Regions from separate parts of the Mus musculus genome. Here regions 2, 3, 4, 5 and 6 are each linked to region 1. A link is a contact called in public ChIA-PET, HiChIP or PLAC-seq and promoter capture Hi-C data. All regions are on one chromosome and are shown on one strand. The core of a region is the stretch at or near the end of the contact, and the rest is flanking DNA. Distances in the headings are between cores, read along the strand shown. Region 1 holds the start of Samd8 (sterile alpha motif domain containing 8). Region 2 has its middle 14 kb from the start of Plau. Region 3 has its middle 3.5 kb from the start of Gm30212. Region 4 overlaps Vcl (vinculin). Region 5 overlaps Adk (adenosine kinase). Region 6 overlaps Adk (adenosine kinase).

Region 1 (3,165 bases), core at 224-2,723:
AACCTCCCTTTGCTACCTTTAGGTTTCTTGATCACGATAGAAAAAAAATTCCATTCATGTGGAAAAAATCTGCTAAATAGCAAGAGAATACTGATCCTGAAAAAGCTGTTAAAATCACCTTTCAAATTTTGTACGAGGTAACTCCAATCCTCGAGTTACCAATGGGGACGATCTTGTAGGATTCTGGACTATGGGTGGCTTCACTTCTTGTCGTAAATGACCTCTTAAACCCAAGAATTTCCACGGACCATATTTCCACCCTGTGGCCAATATGCGGGCCAACTCAAGCTGTATTCAAGTGTTAACAATTCGCACTGAATTATCTGTAAAATCCAAACGTCCAAATTCCCCTTGCAGATTTAATTTTTTTAATTTAAAGGTAATGTACTAAAGACTTACACTTGCCTGACATCTGAACCTTCTTAAAAACGAAGCACAGAGGAGAAGAAACCACTCGCGTCAGAAGAAATCTGAGTGACATCTTTATTTTCACAAATCACTACCCTCTACGAACATCACTTCCTCTCTCCGATCGCCTCCCCCAGTCCCTGTACGAGAATCAGCGATGCATACCCGCCCCTCGCAATCTAGCTTCTTAAAGGGATCACAAACAGGCAAGCCCCAAAGCCGTCATCCACTACCCAGAGATTTTTGACACCTTGAAAGACACTTACCTGTAAAAAAGCCAAGGCCCTAAATTAGATCCCCAAGGGCTCCTTTTTTTCCCCTGGACTTTTCCTCTCTAACCTTTAGGCCAAGCTCCTTCCCACCCGACAGCACCTCCCTCTTTCCAGGCAACCCTAACTCCCGCCCTGCGAAACCAGCCACCATTCCCACCGAGTCAGGTGGCTGTCAGTCCCCACCCGGCTGCCTCGCCCTCATGCGGGTTACGGGTTACAGGAGGCCCGGGGCCAGCTCTCCCTATCCCTCATCTCTATGGCTACAACCCAGGGCACCTCCTCCTCCAGGTCTGGATTCCGGGGACCCCTCTTGCACGTTCCTTCTCCCCTAGCCGGGTAGCAAGGACCCAGCCCCTGCGCCTCGTCCCTTGTTGCCCGCGGGTCAGCTCAACCCCCTGATTTTCTCCGGATTCCATTCCAGAGCGGCCTCCCCTGGCTTCCCCAACCGTCTCCCCGCGGCCCTTGGCGCCCCCGACTCTCCACTCACCCTTGGTTGCAGGCGCCCCCCAATCTCCCCTCTCATCAGCCTCGGCGCCCGCTCACCTCCGCGGTGGGAGCCGGGCTGCCGGGACCCAGCTCGGAGCCGGTGTCTAAGTCGCCGTTGGAGTCGGGGGTCCTCGGCGCGTAGGCGGGGCGCAGCGCCTTGAGAGTCAGACGCGAAGGCCGGGGGAGGGAGCCGGAGCGCAGGCGGGAGCCGGCTCGGCTACCAGCGGGCATCGCTCCGGCCCCTTTGGAGCCGTGCCGCCAGCAGCGGCCAGCCGAACCGGAACTGCTTCGGGAGGCGGGGCGCTACGGGGAGGGGGCGGGTCCAAAACCGGAAGAGGAGGGGAAACCCAAGGGGGAGGGGGAGAGCGCTTGCGTCATGCCCAAGCATAATTCATCAAAGGGTTTTAATGAAGATAGGAGAAGGCTTGTGGGTTGTTGACTGGGGTTGGAGCCTAGGAAGAGGCTATTATCCTGAGCCCTTTGAAGGGGCAAACCCCTTCTCAGTCAGTCCTCAAGTTGCATCATTTATTTGTTTTTCCACCTTTGGTGTTTTCGAGACAAGGTTCCTCTGTGTGTAGCTTCAGCTGTCCTGGACATCACTCTGTAGACCAGGCTGGCCTCAAACTCACAGAGATCCACCTGCCTCTTCCTCCCAAGTGCTGAGATTAAAGGCGAGTGCCACCACTGCCCAGCCCCGTTTATTGCCCCTTGATTTTGTACTGTGCTAGAGACTATACTTCAAATCATTGTTTCAACTCTGTAGATCTCATAGAAAGGTCAAGAAACATTGTAGCCTGACGTAGCACAGTTAATCCAAGCTGGTACCCAAGCCCAAGCTAACCTCAGACAGAACCTGGGTTCTTTCCTGCTACTACCATACCCCACCTTAACGGAATATCCCCTTCTAAAGCAAGCCTAACATTGGCAGAATCCACGTCTGAAGCCATCTGCAGCTTGAAATCTCAGCCCTCTTTGACTCTACTTTCTTGAACAATGCAGGACCGGCTTTGGTAGTTCTGAGGGAGAAGGGGGCAGATTCTAAGATGGACAGGAGGAGAACAGGGGCAGCCAGGAATCTGCCTAGTATGCTCAGAACCTTCAAGGGCTCCATGACACTGCAAAACATCTCATCTCCTGCAGCCCTTGTAGGCAGAGAACTCTCTTGTCCCCGTGCTTCTATAGGGGTAGAGGTGTTGCTCAGTGGTTAGAGCACTTGCTGCTCTTGCTGGAGACTCAGGTTTAATACCCTTTCACCTCAATGCCTCAAGTTCAATGCCACATGCCACCTCACAACCATCTAGAACTCTAATTCCAGGAGACCCACCCCCCACCCCCACTTTCTGGATACAGCAGGCATGGGATGCATGTGGCCCACATACATATTTGTAGGCACTCAAACATAATTTTAAAACTTATTTTATATGTATAAATGTTTGCCTGCATGTATTATCTGTGTTCTTAACCACTGAGCCATCTCTCCAGTACCAATAAAATATTTTTAATTATAAAAATAATGTTTAAAAAGTGGTTCTAGTGTCCAAAGATTCTCAGAGCCTTATTCTCAGAGCCTTGGGCAATGATCACCTCTCTGACATAAAAGGATCCATCAGCTTTCTCTTAAAAAAAAAAAAAATCTGCTATCTTCATTATAGAACCACCGTTCTGTGTGAACCCTACAGCACACGTCAGATGCTTTCCTCCCTGTGTGCCTAAGTTTCTGTGACTCCACAACTCTGACAAGGTCCCCTGTGTTCCACAATCCAAAGGCTCCAATGCAGCCGATATCGGTGTCCCCCCCTGTTTGTGGCCCACTTAGACCTGCAAGAGTCTTTTCTGACATTCAAGCCTCAGTGCTTTTCTCTGCTTTAACTCTTGTCATTGGAACCCGTCTATGCAGGCTCTAAACCTACGAATGAACCTATTTCAAAGCACTTGCCCTATGTTAGACGCAGTGAACCTTTAGTTTAACCCTTGCAACAACTCCCCAGGACAGGCAAAC
Region 2 (3,165 bases), core at 310-2,809, 900 kb after region 1:
CCAGCCACAAAGCCTGCAACCTACATTTTGTCCTACCTGCAGAATGTGCTGGGACCAGATCCTAGCAGAATTGTCATCAAAGAAACCAGGGAGACTTCATCCAGCAACTAATGGGATCATATGTAGAGTACCACAGCCAAGCATTAGGCAGAGCTCAGGGAGTCCTGCAGAGGAGGGAAGGAAAGATTGCAGGAGCCAGAGAGGTCAAGGACACAGAAGAAAAGCCACAGAATCAACTAACCTAGTTTCACAGGGGCCCACAGAGACTGAACCAACAATCAGGGAGCCTGTATGGGTCTGGGCTAGCTCCTTTGCATATATGTTATGGTCTTGTAGCTTGGTCATCTTTTGAGACTCCTAAAAGTGGGAACCAGTACTGTCTCTGACTCTTTTGCTGGCTTTTGGGACCCTTTTCCTCATACTGGACTGCCTTGTCCAGCCTTAATATGAGGGAGGCACCTAGTCTTATTGCAACTTGATAAGTCATATTTGGTTGATATCCCTGGGAGATCTGCCCTTTTCTGAAGGGTAACAGAGGAGAAATGGATTGGAGGATGAGGGTGGGGGTCTAGGAGGAAAAAAGGAGGAGGGAAAAACATGGTTGGAATGTAACATATGAGAGAAGAATGAAGGTAGATAGATAGATAGATAGATAGATAGATAGATAGATAGATAGATAGATAGATAGATGAGCCTGCTGATATGTGAAAAGTTTGGGCAACTGGGAGACCACAGAAAGGAAGGATTTGGAGGATGGGATGAGAAGACACTAGCTACAGTTCTCCTCAAAGCTGCATTTCTGCAACCTGCTTGCTAGAATCTGCTTATCTAATAAGTGCATGTGATCCGCTGAAACACTCTTAACGTCTCAGTTTTAGGAAATCACAAGGCAACTAGAGCCAACATCTGTTGATCTCAGTATACATACCAGAATCTCATCCACTAATTTCCTGACAGTGAATCTCATGACAGGAGGCTTTGAAGAACTCCTAGAGTCAGAGCCATAGTCACAAGGCTGAAATGACCCCAGATATTTTAGAGACAAGCATAGGCTATGCAAGCTTAGGTAGCAGCAAGGCTTTGTGATCATGGTGTTGGAGAAGTTCTCCAATTAGGTGGGCAGGTAGAGGTCATTAACCATGTCAGCTTTCCTGAGAGACTGGTCCTCCCAACTCCACCAGTCATAACTCTTCTTGGACCAACCACCTACTTAGATATGACTTCCAGGAGTCCACCTACAGTGGAGCCTAAATATCTCACCTGTAAAATAATATAATGTCTTTATTTGTCTAAAGTAAGGATTCTAAACGAAAAGCTAGAGCCCCTCCTCCCACTCTGAGTCAGTATCAAGTCTGCTATATCTCCACAAATCTCCTTTATCTGTACTGTACCAGCCTCCCCTCATACCCCACAGGGATGATTCACCTCCTTAGCAGTTCCCTTGAGGCTAATTGAAATAGTCCCCAAACTGGTTTTGCCTGCCCATAGACTCATCTAGGCCCAACAATCAGACTGCTTCAAGCTCTTAGATGGACTCCCTGCCATAAATCCCTTCATGTAGCAGAGTCCTCTAGGCCCTCACGATCCTAATAGCTCATCCCTTCAACCAAACCTCCTGTGCAGTGCTGGACCATGTCCTAGCCCCCTGGGCTGCAGTCCCTGGATCTTCTATGCTCCCTTCTTCACCTTTGTACACAATGCTCCATCAGTTCAGAATGCCATTTCTCCTCCCTGTGTTTGTCCCTCAGTGCTCCATTCCAGGTGACGTCCTCCAATCTGTTCTCTCAGCCCTCCGTGCCCATCTTGCATGTCTTCCTCATGCTGAGGTGCTCAACGTCTTCCATTTATTGGTTTGTCTGTTCTCTTGCTTGACTTTTAGCTCAGCAAGGTTGTTCATTGCTCTACCCAGTATACAGCAGTGCCCAGCCCTTGACCAATTCCATAAATGTTGAGTGAGTAGGTAAAAGAGAAATCAATGAATCAAAAAATTTTGAGTTCCCTTTAAGATCCCAAACCATCATGCCTGGCTTTTTATTTTTTCAGCAACACACACACACACACACACACACACACACACACGAAAAGAGAGAGAGAGAGAGAGAGAGAGGTACTTGCATTAGTAAGACTTTAAAGTTAATGAGTTTTTAAGCCTTCCCGGATCATCAAGCAGAACAAGGGCACAAGAAACACAAACAAAAACAAGAGAGAGGAAAGCAAGTAGAAAGGCAGAGGCGGGGTAACACCAGAAAGAAGCACAGCCCACACCATTACTGGGCTGAGGATGCCCGCCTTTTAGCAGAATTTTATGTAGTTTTGAGAAGAGGTTGTTTTGGTTTTAGCTAGAGTCTTGGTGGAGTCCAGGATGGCCTAGAACTCTTGATTTTCTTCTTGGCTTTGCCTCAGGAATGCTGAGGTTATAGGTGTGTGTGCCATCGTGTCGGAACTTTTTTTCAGCAACACACACACAAGAAGAGAGATGGATCCTTGGATAGTAAGATATTAAAGTTACTGAGTTATTTTAGACTTACCGGGTCATCAAGCAGAGTAGCAGAGTAAGGGCACACAAAAAAAAAGCAGGAGAAAGGTGGGGTGGGGGGAAAGCAAGGAGAAAGGTGGGGTGGGGGGGAAAGCAAGGAGAAAGGTGGGGGAGGGGGAAAGCAAGGAGAAAGGCGGGGAGGGGATGGCCTGAGAAAGGAAAGAAGCCCATTTCCTTTGAAATGCAAATGATACTGTCTCATACATAGATATTTACAAAGAACTGTCACGTGCTTTACCTAGGATGCCTCAGAAAGGCTGCTATATCTCCACAAATCAGTGGAATTGAATGAGTGTTATAATCAACTATGCTGTGTGTACGCGGCTTGGACAAATCTTTCTTTTTTGTTCGTTTTGTTTTGTGTTTTGAGACAAGGTCTCTCTACATAGCCCTGGCTGTCTTGAGACTCACTATGTAGACCAGGCTGCCCTGAAGCTCACATATACTGCCTGCTTCTGCCTTCCAAGTACTGGAACTAGAAGTGTGTGCCACTAAGCCTGGCATAGAGAGATTTCTTATGCTAAAGGAAAAAGCTAGTGATAAAATAACTAAGAAAAAGGATAGAAAATTATGTGTAGAAAATGGATACAATTATTTTTTAAAGTATCATCTACATCAGAATGCATTTA
Region 3 (3,165 bases), core at 401-2,900, 870 kb after region 1:
TACGCTTAGAGCATTAACTGCAAACGTGGTAACCAGCAGGGGGTCCCAGTGAGCCCAGAGGCCCTGCTGTTCAGAGAACAGTCTCCCACATGTGATGAGAACTGGGGTCCTTTGTTTCAGAATTACTATCTTGAGACTTCCTTTTCAAAAGTAGGGGTGTGTTCCACAGACCGAGTGACTCCCAGATACAGAGGTAAAGGGGTGCACTGCCACAAATGCTTTGGTAGAACCAGATGCGATGATCTCACCAGTAAGCCAGCGCAGGAGAGGCTCCGGGAGAAGATCAAACATTTGAAGCCAGCCTGAGCTCCATAGCAAGACCCCATCTTGAAATAAAACCAAAAAGCTTTGATGGAGGGTGGGGTAGAGTATGTCCTGGAAGAAGAGAAGCCAGAGACAAACTTTGCCTGCCTTGTAGTTTAGCCGAGTCTCCTGAACACCGAGGGTGGGTTATTTCTTTGTTTATACATTTATTTTGCAAGAGTCTCACTGTATAGCCCTCACTGGCCTCGAACTCACTATGCAAATCAGGCTGGCCTCAAACTCATTATCTGGCAGGATAATGATCTGAATGCCTCTGCCTCTCAAGTGCTAGGATTAAAGGCTTGTACCACCATGCCCATGTTGGACTATTGGGCTTCGTAAGAACTTGAGTTAACGGGACAATTCTGTTTATCCTGAGTCTTGAGCTTGTCTCTGCTCCTCATTTGGAAACTGAACATACCCCAGGAGAGCAGATCTGCCTCTTTTAAGGGAAGAGAATCACAGAAGAGTAAACTCAGGGTGGCGTGTGACTCAGGAACTAGTTGTGATGAGAAGCCAGTGGTACACACCCTCCTCACATGGCAGCTCTGCCTGCTGCCTTCCTCAAGAGGAACAAGAAGTGGATGCTCTATGTCTGAGGGGTTTTTTGCTTTGGTTTTTTTTTTTTTGTTTTGTTTTGTTTTGTTTTTTTGTTTTTTTCTTCCAATAGCTGCAGATACTGATGGCCTATTTTTGATCTGTTCCTGTCACTGTCTCCTCCGTGGAGGGGACAGTTGGCCCCACAGGTTGACCGCTGAGCTTGAGCCTCAGGCTGGCAGGGAGGCTGCAGCTCAAAACACCGGGGCACCCAGGGGAAACATTATCCTGCCAGAGCCGAACAAGGAACTGAGTGTTTAGAATAACTTCAAGAAAGTCGTGGGCGTTTCCTCTGTCAGGGAAACAAGAAACCACAGTGAGATAATGGATAGCTATATTCAGGTCACAGATTATCAGCTGCCACTGCTGCTTCCTGTTCAGAATTCGATGAAACTTTCTAGTCACTGAGCCTTGTGGGTACTGTGAGGGTGAGTGCTATAGGGCTTCAGAGTTCTGCCTGGGGCTCTGGCTTAGCCCAGAGGTGGGAACTGGGTCTTTTTGGGGGCTGGGTGGGGGGTGGACAAAGCTTCACATGTCAGTCCTTATTTGTTTGCTGTCTGTTTTGTTTTGTTTCTGAGGCATGGTCTTATGTAGGCTAAGCTGGATTCAGACTCTATGCACCAAGGATGGCCTTGAACTTCTGCTCCTTGTATATCTACCTCTTGAGTGCTGGAATTGCCTGTGTGCACCACCACAGCCAGTGTGTGCTGTGCTAGGGATAGAACTGACGACTTCCTACAAGTTAACCAAACCTCCTACCAGCTGAGCCACACCCCAAGCCCTGGGATCCAGTTCTTAAAAGAGAAGATGGTGGATAAGGGACCAAGAGCAAGGGTTATTTTTTTTTTTTTTTACTACGTTTACAGTATTTGTCAGGCTCTTGAGCTACGAGATTTCCGTGCATTCGCCTGGTTGATTCCAAAAACCACCTATGAGAAAGTAATGTCCATACGTGACAGTGCCACACCTGGGAACCAGACCGGGACTTTTCTATTTTCTCCCTCCTCTGTCCCCCCTTTTCTTCCTTCCTCTCCTCTTTCTTTCCTTCTTCCCTCTTCTTCTTCAACTTCTCTCTCTTTCTCTTTCTAATTTACATACATTTCTATCATTCCTTGGAGTTCTGTCATTCATACCTCTTTCCAGAAAATAGTTGCTGCTGCTCTGACTCCCAGACACACTAATTTTTAATATTTGTTTGTTTGTTTATTGGTTTTAGGAGACAGGATTTCTCACATAGTTCTGGCTGTCCTGGAACTCACCAAGTAAAGCAGTAGGGGTTCAAACTCAAAGATCCAGTGCCCCCCCCTCCTGAGTGGGATTAAAGGTGTGTGCCGCCACCACCACCTGGCAATAACCAAAGGTTTTGGCTTCTGTCCTCCAGTGTTGGTTTTTACTCATTCCTGAACTTCAGACCAGTATTCTTGTATCCAGCTTGATTTTCTTCACAAAGTCTATCTGAGATGTATATATAGTGTATGTACCACCATGTTGCTCCAATTTTACTACCAAGTAGCATTCCATTTTGTGAATTTACACTTCAGTTTATTTATCTAGTGGATTTGGATCCCCTGCCCCAGTTTTAGGTTATTTTGAATAACACTGCCATGAACAGTCTCCTTAGTTGGGGATATTTAACATTTTATTAAACACTGTAGTGTCAGAGATATGGGGGCCATCCCATACTCCCAGAAACCCTAGACCAGTGTTCTAGTTCTTTCACACTCTTGACAACACACAAAATTATTGTTCTGTTCATCTCAGCCGTTACAGTGAGTGCAAGAATTGGGTCTTTCTGATTCCAAAGCCTATGCAGCATTATAAAATCCTGGGGTGGAGCTCCTGCTGTATGTGTGGCTCTCTGTGGTGGAGGGGAATGAGAGAACAGAGAGATGCACTCCTGGCAGAAGGAATGGAAAGGGACTGCTTAAGACAGCTGGGTGCCAAGAAGCCAGCCTCCTCTATCATTTCTTGATTGGGTGCAACATGCCATTTTCTAGGAACAGCACTGCTGGAGAAAGCTCTCTTGTGGCTTCTGGTACAAAGGCATGCCAAGTGTGTGGCCAGTATGGTTAGAGCCTACTGTAGAGTCAGCCCTGTTCTTCCCTAAGAGCTTGAAGTGGTTCAGGCCAGAACATCAAAGGACCATCAAGGATGGGCCAGCCCCAAGAGGCACTGTGGTGCAAAGAGTAAAAACCTGACTGTCCTCCACTCTGGCCTTCTCTGTAAGTCTTACTATTGAGTGGAGGCAAAGACACCTGCCTGTAT
Region 4 (3,165 bases), core at 425-2,924, 780 kb after region 1:
CTAACTTCTGACCTCCATAAACATACACACACAATGAAATACATATAACAAAAACATTAAATGTCAGATAATTAAATCTGGTATGACGGCTTACAGCTGTAACCCCAGCACTCAGACAACTGTAGCAGGAGGAAGGGGAGAGGGAATCTGAGGTCAGTCAGGACCATACGGTGAGATTCAGTCTTAAAAATGGGGTGGGGCACACCATCCTAACCCAACTCAGCACTGCTGTTTGGTTGGGCAAGAAGATCTTGCTATGCAGCCCACGCAGCCTTTGTAGCTCAGGATGGCCTCAAACTAGCAATCGTCCAGCTTTCAACCCCCTAAGTGTGTCCCAACTCCCTGTTAATGCTTTTTAAAATCATAACCAAATACAATTTATCCACCAAAAAAAAATGCAAGCATGGTTCATTATCAGAAAATGTACATTCATGTAGTGGACTACTGGTTACCATAATACAATAAAGGAAAAAACTGTGTGATTGTCTCAATGGATACTGAAAAAAAACATTAAACAAATACAAGCTATTTGTGTGTGTGTGTGTGTGTGTGTGTGTGTGTGTGTGTGTGTATAATTCAGCTGAAGATAACTGTCTAAAACCTTAAGACCCTGGGTCTGATCTCCAGCACAACAAGTAAGTCTTACCATGAGCAGAAATATAAATAAATATAAATATAAATAAAATCTTACCATGAGCAGAAATATAGACTGGAGGAAAGAAACGACTATCATAATGTTTTTAAAGTAGCTGAGTTTATTTAAGAAAGTAATTTTAAAAAAAAAGAGAGAGAGAGTCTGTGGCAGGAGTGGACCATCAGCAAACCTCCTCCCCTCTAGATAGTTTTACCTCTATTATCATTCATGGATGCCTTGAAGAAACTAGCCTACTATCAGCCAGCATTCTCACAAAGGAGAGGGAGAGTGTGACTTAGCACAGGCCTTGCAGTCAGACAGTCTTGGGTTAGGATCTTCTGCCATCCCTGGGCTCAGTTACTTTCAACAAGTTACTGAGCTTCTGAGCCTCTGCTGCCTCGTGAACAAAATGAAGTGGATTAAATAACAAGCAGTCCACACATGGAATTTAAGAAATAGAGCTGTTTCATGGGTTCCTTGGCTCTACTCTGGGAAGAACAATAAAAATCTGAAACAATTTAAGGAAAAGCAACATATAATCTTTACACTTTAATAATGCATTTATTCATTTGAGATTTGAACTATATTGGAAAAGTCAGGGTAATAAAGGAATAGTGTTTCTATCTGCCTTTCGTCCTGTTTAACTTATTCGTATGTGTGTGCATGTGTGTGTGCGAGAGTGAGTAAGCGCATGTGTAAGTGTATGTTTGTATGGGGGGATGAGAGAGAGAGAGAGAGAGAGTGTGTGTGTGTGTGTGTGTGTGTGTGTGTGTGTGTGTGTATTCATGTGCACATAGTAAAGTCTTAACTCATTGAGTGTCTTCCTCAATCAAATTCAACTAGACTGGCTACCCAGTGGGTAAACCACCAGGACTCTCCAGACTCCACCCTACCCCCTGGCCCCCAATGTTGGGGTTACAGGTACATATCACTGGGTATAGTGATATACCCAACCTTTTCTGCAGGTGCTAGGGATCCAAACTCACACCCTCATGCTTACACAGCAGGTACTTTCTGCAGTGAGTCATCTTCCCAGGCCTGTTTGTCCAGGAAAAACCTGTGGCAGTCAACAGTCTCTATATACCTATGGGATGAGTCACTTAGTCAATAGTATGTGTGATCCCTGAATCTGTAAAAGCTTAGTACTTTCATTCTTTACAGTTGGCACATTTTAAGACAAAGGAGCCAAGGGGATGGCTTAGTGTAGTACAGGACTTGCTGTGCAAGTCTGGCAGCCTGAGTTAATATCCTTGGAACCCACAAGAGCTAGATGAGGTGCAGCTTACATCTATCAGAAGAATCACCAAAGCTCACAAGAACAGCAACAGGACAGAAACAAAAGGTAACCCAGCCTCAATAGCAGAGAAAACCAAGTCCTGGAAGTTATCCTCCGACCTCACAGCCACATTAGGGCAAGCACATGCCTGCACCCTCACATAGACCATAAACCACATACATAGAAACATAACAAATAAACAAGAATTATTAAGACAGTGAAATATATCACAGATTACATCTGTACTTTTCTCCTTTTTGAAACACTTAGGAAAAGAATAAACTGTTATCTTCTAAAAATAGTACACAACTTTAATCCCTCATCTCAGGAGCCAGAGACAGGTGAATTTAAATTTAAAGAAGTCAGCTTGGTCTACATAGTGAAACTGTCTCTCAAAGCAAAACAAGTCATTACTGTCCGAGAGTCACACTTCTTTCTGGAGAACCTGACTATAAAATGAACATACCTTCAGAAACCATGAAATCTGCAATAAGAAAGTAACAGGGTGATCTTGGGTGAGTTGGTTTGTCAAGGATTGGTCTTTTTATCTATATAATGAGTTTATTACTGATGGTGTACACCTGCAATCTTGGGATCAGGATTTTAGGCCAGCTTTGGCTATATATGCAGCTCAAAGTTAACTTAGGCCGCATGAGACTCTGCCTCAAATGTGAGAGCTTATTTTAAATGAGCAGAATCTTTACATTGGCATTCTCAGAATTACATGGTGTCTTAGTCAGGGTTTTATTGCTGCGACAAAAACCATGACCAGTAGTAAGTTTTGGAGGAAAGGATTTATTTGGCTCACAAGTCCACATTGTTTCTCATTACTGAAGGAAATCAGGACAGGAACAGGCAAGAGTTGATGAAGAAGACATGGAGGGGTGCCTCCTTTTTGGCTTGCTCTCATGACTTGCTCAGCCTGCTTTCTTATAGAACCCAGTATCACCAGACCAGGGAGGTACTACCCACAATAGACTAGAACCTCCCCCATCAATTACTAACTAAGAAAATGCCTTACAGCCAGATCTTATGGAGGCACTTTCTCAGTTAATGTCCCTCCTTTTAGGTAACTAGTTTTTGTGTCAAGTTGACATAAGACTAGCCAGCAAACATGGTAATATTATGTATATACATGCTAGTAATGTATATGTGATCTCCCTGGGCCCTCTGAGCTCTTTTCAACCTTGTGATTACTCTGTAGACAATGGAACACAAGTGACACAAGCCTAATGTTTTATTTGCTCATTTCTAA
Region 5 (3,165 bases), core at 395-2,894, 550 kb after region 1:
TTGATATAAATTGAAGCTTATCTAAAAATGGAAAAATAGCACATATACACAGTTAGGAAGACTGTTACAATAACATTATGTGAAGCTGGGAGCTATGTGCATTTACTTGTAATCCCTAGGATTACAGACACAGAATTAGCCTAAGAGTAAGAGATACCTTCTCACAAAACAAACAACCAACAACTAACAAACCCCAAACATATAGCAACAATACAAAAAGGTAGCAGTCCTATCCCCAGTAATCTATAGACCCAACACAGTTAAAAAAGAAGCTCAGATATATTCTTTGTATAAGTTGGTGAGGGGACTCTAAAACACAGGTAGCAGACTTTCGAAGAAGAACAAGGCAGGTGGTCAGTGACAGCTAAAGTGTACGGGACTTCATGTTTTTGTACATACATGTACCTATTCATATGTATCTATACCCGTGTGCAAGTTGTGTGCACGTGTGTGAAAGCGGGAAGTCAGCATTAATCACGCTTTAAGTTATCTTTGGAGACAGGTTATCTCATAGAACCTGGAGCTGGGAGGGATCCATCCTATCCAACCCTCATCATAGTTGGGATTATAGCACCTGGTTTCCTGTCAGTGTTAGGGAATGAACTCAGGTCTCTAAGCTTCCACAGTAAAGATTTTACTGACTAACCCATCTCTTAAGCCTTGGGATTTCTTTTGGAGGGGATAAAAATACTACAAATTTACAATGGTCATGGTTGTTTATATCTATAATAGAAAATGACATGGAATTACAACTTTTGAATAGATTATGGAGTGTCTGCCATGTCTATATTAAGTCAAGTTCTTAAAATTTAGGATGTACACAAAATTAAAGACTATTTCCTTTCATTCAGGTGAGGAAGAAGCACCAAAAGATACCAGGGAGTAATACCACTTGGTGCTAAGTCTATGTTTTGTTATTCTTCATGTTTAAAACATGAAAATATACATTCAGTAGCAACTGAGTCAAACGTGCCAGTCATGAATTTCAGAGCTTTGAATGATGGGGAGAGATAAAGAATTCTCAAAGCAACTTTTAAGAAAATGCAGCAAAACAAATACAAATAGAAGCACAGAACTGTTATTTATGAGGAGGAGCTTATGAGTGGCAATGCACAATGAATGGGATACCCACACCTATTAGAACACTTGAACAGTACACTACCAAGTACATCATCATTGGGAACAGAAATGTAAAACTAAAATCTAAATGTGTAGGAAACCTAAGTCATTACGTCACCCATACATCCATCACAGTGCATCAAGGAAAATAACTTCAATTCTGCATAATGCCATAGCGACATACGATAAGTATGAGTCACACTGTATTTACATATTTACTCTGAATATGTGACATTGTGTTGGCTAATTTTTATGTCAGCATTACCAGGTTAGAGGCATTTGGGAAGAGGGAATCTCAACTGAGAAAATGCACCCCCTCTCCCTGGTCTGTAGGCAAGCCTGTGGTACATTTTCTAGACTGGAGACTTATGTAGGAGGGCACTGCCACCTCTGGGATGTTGGCCCTAGGTGCGATCTGAAGCAGATTAAGCAGGTCAGAAAAACAAGACAGTGAGCAGAAGCACTCCTTCATGGCCTCTTCAGTTCCCTCTTGGACATCCTGCCGCAGCTTCCTTCAATGAAAGACTGAAATCTGAGTTGTGCTGCAATAAACCATTTCCTCCAAAGTTGTCTGTGGTTGTGGTCTGTAACATAGCAGTAGAACCTCTAATCTATACAGAAATAAAGATAATTAGATATAGAATGAACTGAATACTACAGTCACTAAGAAGTTGTTTATGGAAGTGCTTCCTGAAATTGATGTTTGCTGTACATGCGTCTTTGTTTGAGATAATGCAGCTCTGCCTGGCCTGGACCTCAATTTGGGGCCCTCAGATTTTTTTTTTAAACTATTTCTGAGCCAATATTTAAATGTTGTGCATAATTGTACTATTCAATATCTAGGGGAACAAGCAATAGTATTGGTTAAGTAAGCCTACTCTGCATGACTCTGACAGCCGTTTTAAGCATTCAAATATTAGATTAGCAATGAACATGCTATATAAATATTTATGACAGTGTAAAAGTAGACGAACTGAAAGCAAGTCTCTGAGAAGCAGCAACGAGCCCTCTGTTCGCCTGCATGGCCTACAGTCTCACATGTGTTCCTACCAAGTCCTCCACTCGCCTGCACGGCCTACAGTCTCACATGTGTTCCTACCAAGTCCTCCACTCGCCTGCACGGCCTACAGTCTCACATGTGTTCCTACCGAGTCCTCCACTCGCCTGCACGGCCTGACAGTCTCACATGTGTTCCTACCGAGTCCTCCACTCGCCTGCATGGCCTACAGTCTCACATGTGTTCCTACCGAGTCCTCCACTCGCCTGCACGGCCTACAGTCTCACATGTGTTCCTACCGAGTCCTCCACTCGCCTGCACGGCCTGACAGTCTCACATGTGCTCCTACCGAGTCCTCCACTCGCCTGCATGGCCTACAGTCTCACATGTGCTCCTACCGAGTCCTCCACTCGCCTGCATGGCCTACAGTCTCACATGTGCTCCTACCGAGTCCTCCACTCGCCTGGACGGCCTACAGTCTCACATGTGTTCCTACCACATTTCCATTTCTACTTTCATGCTCTTCTTGACTACACCCTGATTCCCTAGTAGGTCAACTATTTACACACAGATAATAGATACACACTAAGAGGCATGTACCTTAGAACTTCCAGAATTATTCACATTCTCGTTATCAGAGTAAATAAATGTTACATGTGCCTTATGATGATTTTCTAACAGTTTAAAATTAGTAACATTCAAAGTAACTAAAAAGTAGAATTTCTCAAATCAAACCTAGTTTGGGGTGTGTGTGTGTTCATGTTTGAGGATGCTCCAGGATACATGTGCAAAAGGCAAACAACAATTTCCAAAAGACCACTGCCGCGTGGGTCCTGGGGAAGACGCAGGACACCGAGCTTCGAAACAAACAATTTTTGACACTGAGCAACCTGGCTCAACTGAATCTTGAAATTCTCGTCTCCTTGTCTCCACCTCCCCGGTGCTGGGATTACACGTGTGTATGATGCAGCCATTATTTATTTGAGGCTAGGGATCAAACTCAGGGCTTCACATGTTAGGAAAGCATCTCCCGAATAAGCGTCATTGCC
Region 6 (3,165 bases), core at 450-2,949, 530 kb after region 1:
TGGTCAATATCTCCTAACACTGCAATTTCATGCACAGTTAGCATTAGGGCACATTTCTCCTCTTCTTACAGGGTCCACGAGAGTGGCACATATGGCTGATCATTTCATTCAGAAAGGATTCAATTCGAGGCATTAAACACAATCGCCTGTGCTTTATGGTGTTTTAAGTCTACCTGCCATCGTTTTCCCTCATCATTGCCGACTGCTGTTCTCTTCTACTATAAAAGGCTGTAAATATGACAGAGCACTTAAAGCTTAACAGCTTTCCTGAGCTGGGGTGGGAAAGCATTTACGACAAGAGAATCTATAGAGTGCCAAGTCGTTTTCTATGACCAAGAAGACCAAAGACATTAAAGCATTGATCATCATATTTAGCAAGTGTCTAGTATAGATTAGTGAAGTAATCTTTATTTATTTTTGAAATTGTGTCTGTGTAGTATGCATGTGAGAGCATGTGTGTGTGGATAGACTGTCTATGCATGTATGTACACGTGGAGGCTAGAATTGACAAGCATCCTGCTCTATTGGCTGTCACCTTCCTCCTTTGAGACAGGGTCTCTCACCAGTCCTGGAGCTTTACATTTCAGCTAAAATGGGAAGTGAGCCATTGGGAGTCACTTGCTCCGAGTGCCCCAGGCTCCACAGGGTTACAGATGCATGCTGCCTGCTTTCATGCAGGTTCTGGGCAGTCAAACTCAGGTCCTTACACTTCCACAGCAATCACGTTATCACTGAGCCATCTCCCCTGCCATAGATAGCCATCCAAATATTTGACTTTAGACACAGTATATTCATGAGGGTATTCTTGAATATAATTCTTAAGTATAAAAAAATCACATAAAACAGTGTCATAGAAATTTACATTAATTTTAGGGACGATGCAATGGCTCAGAATGTAAAGTACCTTTGTACCAACCCTGATGATCTGGGTTTGATATCTGGAATCCGCATCATGGAGGTCAGGATGTCCTCTCACCTCCACACATAAATGGCACAAATGTGAAGACACACAGAAATGTGAAAAAAGGATTTAAATTTAATTTCATTAGGGGTATTCAGAATACTTTCAGCAGATAAGGAACAACCCTATACTAGAAAGAATCAGGATGCCACAATTTTATCAGTCACATATGCTGAAAATTTTCCACTTGAAATTCATGCATTTGTTGCCATGGTAACTGTCCTTTCTTGAACACTTATAGTAGCAAACCTGAACTTGCACCGTAGATTTCTCTCTTTGCTTCCCTTCCTTTGGGATTATAGCTTCAAGAGGCAACTGTGCTGGGGATGGGGCACATCCAAAGCTTCGGTTTCACATTTCCTTTGACATGATTCTTCACAGCAGGACCGTGTAAGGACAGTTATTTTCTAAAACTTAGGGATTTGTCTCTCTAGCCATTAACAATGGAGGGGATTTGAATGAACAAATATTCTTGTGGTAAATGTCACTCATGACCATCTGACAATACTAATATGAAGTGACTAATTAGGAAAAGAAAATAACAAAATGACAAAGTTGAACTGACATCCAAGTTAGAGAGTCCTGGACTGCAATTCAGCATGTAATGTAAATATTGTTTGTTCATTTGTTCACTAATTGAGTCAGCCAATTCAATCTGAGGACATTTATAGAATGTGTTCTATGCTTAGGCACAGTGTTGTCATAGGAACACACACTATGAAGCCTTTTCCTATGTCATAGAGATTCTAAATACCAGACAAAGCAAAGAAACAAGCAAGCAAGCAAAAGCCAAGCACGGTGATGCATGCCTGATAGCCAAACCTATTAGGAGGCTGAGGCACCATGATTGCTGCCAATTCAAGGCCGGCCTGGCTAACTTAGCCTTATCTTATCTCACAGTATAACCAAAGGACGTGAGAAATGTCTCAATAGGTAAAGCACCAGTCAGCTAACTCTGAGACCCGAGACCCAGATGGACGGAGGAAATTCATTCCTGCAAGTTGTCCTCTGACTTCCACACATGTACTGTGACATGCAAGTAAATATACACACAGATGCTTGCAAAACAAACGAAATAAAACTCAAACGTTATCAATCACAAAAATGTGTAAGGATACCAAGTATGAAAACCCTACGAAAGCTTATGCAAGAGACAGGCCCAGGAAAGTACGGTAGACATAAACTATGTAAATATGTGAAAGAGAGCATCAGGCAAAAAATGAGTCTAAGGAACTTCCTGAACCAAGAAAAGGGACAGTGTTCTTTTTCTTCAAAGTTAAACAATGATATCCCATTAAAATAACTGAAAACCAGTAGAGCTAATGAAATACGAAAAAAAGCTAGAAAAAAAAACCCCAGAAGGTTCTAAGTATGTGGGCTTTGCTGGTATGGTAAGAATATAAATTTTATCAGACTGTAATAGGATGCCAGGGAATTATTTTAAAGAATATTAACTTATCAAACATAAGAAAGGATTTGTTTTGCTATTTCATGAAATAGGATTACAGAGGAAGGGAGAGTGTTAGTCACATTTCACATCTAGTCCAACGGAAAAGCCCCCGAGCTTTATCCTTAAACTGTTTCTAGATCTTGACTGCTCTTCCTTAACTCCACTGTTACTCTCCATCTATGCTACCCTACCTCGTCAACTCCATTATAACAGTTTCCAAATCCCGTTGCTTCCAATTCCATTCATTTGCTCTAAGCTCTGCAGTGCTGCCGCTTGGCAAGAGGCAAGAACCGCAGAAGTCTAGGAGGCTCTTCCAGAGCTCTACGCCACCAGGACTGCCTCAGCCTCAAGCCCTCTTACTGTTGATAGTAATAATAACTGTATGATGATGAAGACAACGATGATATTGGTTCCAAATGAACTGAACTGCAAGGGATCTGAAGCTAGGCAAGCCAGCTCTTCTTTAGCAAGCACCGGCCCTTGATTGGGTAGTCACTAAGTACTGTGTATGACTTAGACTTTGCTAAACTCTTTATCAGATCACACCATCTGAATATTTATGCTATAAAATGTTCCTTTTCATTTAATACTCCCATGGTTTCTTTCTGCTGTTTGTGCCCAGTCCTTATCATCTTTAATTTACACCCCTGAGAAACGGCTCATCAGTTACGTGCAACTGCTGAGGTCAGGAGCTCAGCACCCAAGGCTGTCTTGAAAATGGCTGCAACTCCAGCTCTGAAGGAGCCAAGACCGC

Evidence for each region. Promoter capture Hi-C pulls out the DNA fragments that hold promoters and counts their contacts. ChIA-PET counts read pairs in DNA pulled down with a chosen protein or histone mark. HiChIP or PLAC-seq counts read pairs in DNA pulled down with a chosen protein or histone mark.
Region 2: a promoter capture Hi-C map of the HPC-7 cell line shows a contact between it and region 1, with 5 times the contacts expected there. The contact joins the enhancer-like site here to the promoter of Samd8 in region 1. A contact is called at or near these places in 5 of 39 promoter capture datasets (the HPC-7 cell line, embryonic stem cells, hippocampal neurons and 2 more), 2 of 115 datasets of contacts at active chromatin or transcription factors (bone marrow-derived macrophages and large pre-B cells) and 2 of 9 other capture datasets (embryonic stem cells and macrophages).
Region 3: an RNA polymerase II ChIA-PET map of memory CD8 T cells shows a contact between it and region 1, with 9 read pairs. The contact joins the enhancer-like site here to the promoter of Samd8 in region 1. A contact is called at or near these places in 5 of 39 promoter capture datasets (embryonic stem cells, hippocampal neurons, liver and 1 more), 3 of 115 datasets of contacts at active chromatin or transcription factors (embryonic forebrain, embryonic stem cells and memory CD8 T cells) and 2 of 9 other capture datasets (adipose tissue and liver).
Region 4: an H3K27ac HiChIP or PLAC-seq map of trophoblast stem cells shows a contact between it and region 1, with 4 times the contacts expected there. The contact joins the enhancer-like site here to the promoter of Samd8 in region 1. A contact is called at or near these places in 2 of 39 promoter capture datasets (embryonic stem cells and hematopoietic stem and progenitor cells), 3 of 115 datasets of contacts at active chromatin or transcription factors (astrocytes, embryonic forebrain and trophoblast stem cells) and 4 of 9 other capture datasets (adipose tissue, liver, macrophages and 1 more).
Region 5: a contact with region 1 is called in an H3K4me3 HiChIP or PLAC-seq map of bone marrow-derived macrophages, with 4 times the contacts expected there. The contact joins the enhancer-like site here to the promoter of Samd8 in region 1. A contact is called at or near these places in 8 of 39 promoter capture datasets (the 3T3-L1 cell line, the C10 cell line, cranial neural crest and 5 more), 1 of 15 datasets of contacts at CTCF or cohesin (large pre-B cells), 4 of 484 Hi-C or Micro-C datasets (bone marrow-derived macrophages, embryonic stem cells, myeloid progenitors and 1 more), 10 of 115 datasets of contacts at active chromatin or transcription factors (the 230-238 cell line, bone marrow-derived macrophages, embryonic basal ganglia and 5 more) and 2 of 9 other capture datasets (adipose tissue and macrophages).
Region 6: a promoter capture Hi-C map of hippocampal neurons shows a contact between it and region 1, with 5 times the contacts expected there. The contact joins the enhancer-like site here to the promoter of Samd8 in region 1. A contact is called at or near these places in 16 of 39 promoter capture datasets (the 3T3-L1 cell line, 3T3-L1-derived adipocytes, the C10 cell line and 11 more), 2 of 15 datasets of contacts at CTCF or cohesin (embryonic stem cells and large pre-B cells), 1 of 484 Hi-C or Micro-C datasets (bone marrow-derived macrophages), 7 of 115 datasets of contacts at active chromatin or transcription factors (the 230-238 cell line, bone marrow-derived macrophages, embryonic basal ganglia and 3 more) and 2 of 9 other capture datasets (adipose tissue and macrophages).

Annotation. Positions count from the first base shown.
Region 1 is chr14:21,748,839-21,752,003 of GRCm38.p6, reverse strand. Samd8 (sterile alpha motif domain containing 8) reads right to left here and starts at 1,473. Exons shown (of 6, transcript NM_026283.3): 1 at 1,224-1,473. The coding sequence starts at 1,397.
Region 2 is chr14:20,848,970-20,852,134 of GRCm38.p6, reverse strand. No RefSeq gene overlaps it. Among named protein-coding and RNA genes, the nearest start is that of Plau, 14 kb to the right of the region's middle. Within about 2 kb of position 1,559, at least 23 of the 459 cell types and tissues checked have an H3K27ac peak or open chromatin away from gene starts, as enhancers often do. A contact at or near this core is called in the HPC-7 cell line, where this site is marked.
Region 3 is chr14:20,883,361-20,886,525 of GRCm38.p6, reverse strand. No RefSeq gene overlaps it. Among named protein-coding and RNA genes, the nearest start is that of Gm30212, 3.5 kb to the left of the region's middle. Within about 2 kb of position 1,650, at least 21 of the 459 cell types and tissues checked have an H3K27ac peak or open chromatin away from gene starts, as enhancers often do. A contact at or near this core is called in memory CD8 T cells, where this site is marked.
Region 4 is chr14:20,972,555-20,975,719 of GRCm38.p6, reverse strand. All of the region lies in intron 2 of Vcl (vinculin), which reads right to left. Among named protein-coding and RNA genes, the nearest start is that of Vcl, 45 kb to the right of the region's middle. Within about 2 kb of position 1,674, at least 58 of the 459 cell types and tissues checked have an H3K27ac peak or open chromatin away from gene starts, as enhancers often do. A contact at or near this core is called in trophoblast stem cells, where this site is marked.
Region 5 is chr14:21,199,525-21,202,689 of GRCm38.p6, reverse strand. The region is part of intron 4 of Adk (adenosine kinase); the gene reads right to left. Among named protein-coding and RNA genes, the nearest start is that of Adk, 150 kb to the right of the region's middle. Within about 2 kb of position 1,644, at least 19 of the 459 cell types and tissues checked have an H3K27ac peak or open chromatin away from gene starts, as enhancers often do. A contact at or near this core is called in bone marrow-derived macrophages and hematopoietic stem and progenitor cells, where this site is marked.
Region 6 is chr14:21,220,440-21,223,604 of GRCm38.p6, reverse strand. All of the region lies in intron 4 of Adk (adenosine kinase), which reads right to left. Among named protein-coding and RNA genes, the nearest start is that of Adk, 170 kb to the right of the region's middle. Within about 2 kb of position 1,699, at least 15 of the 459 cell types and tissues checked have an H3K27ac peak or open chromatin away from gene starts, as enhancers often do. A contact at or near this core is called in forebrain and hippocampal neurons, where this site is marked.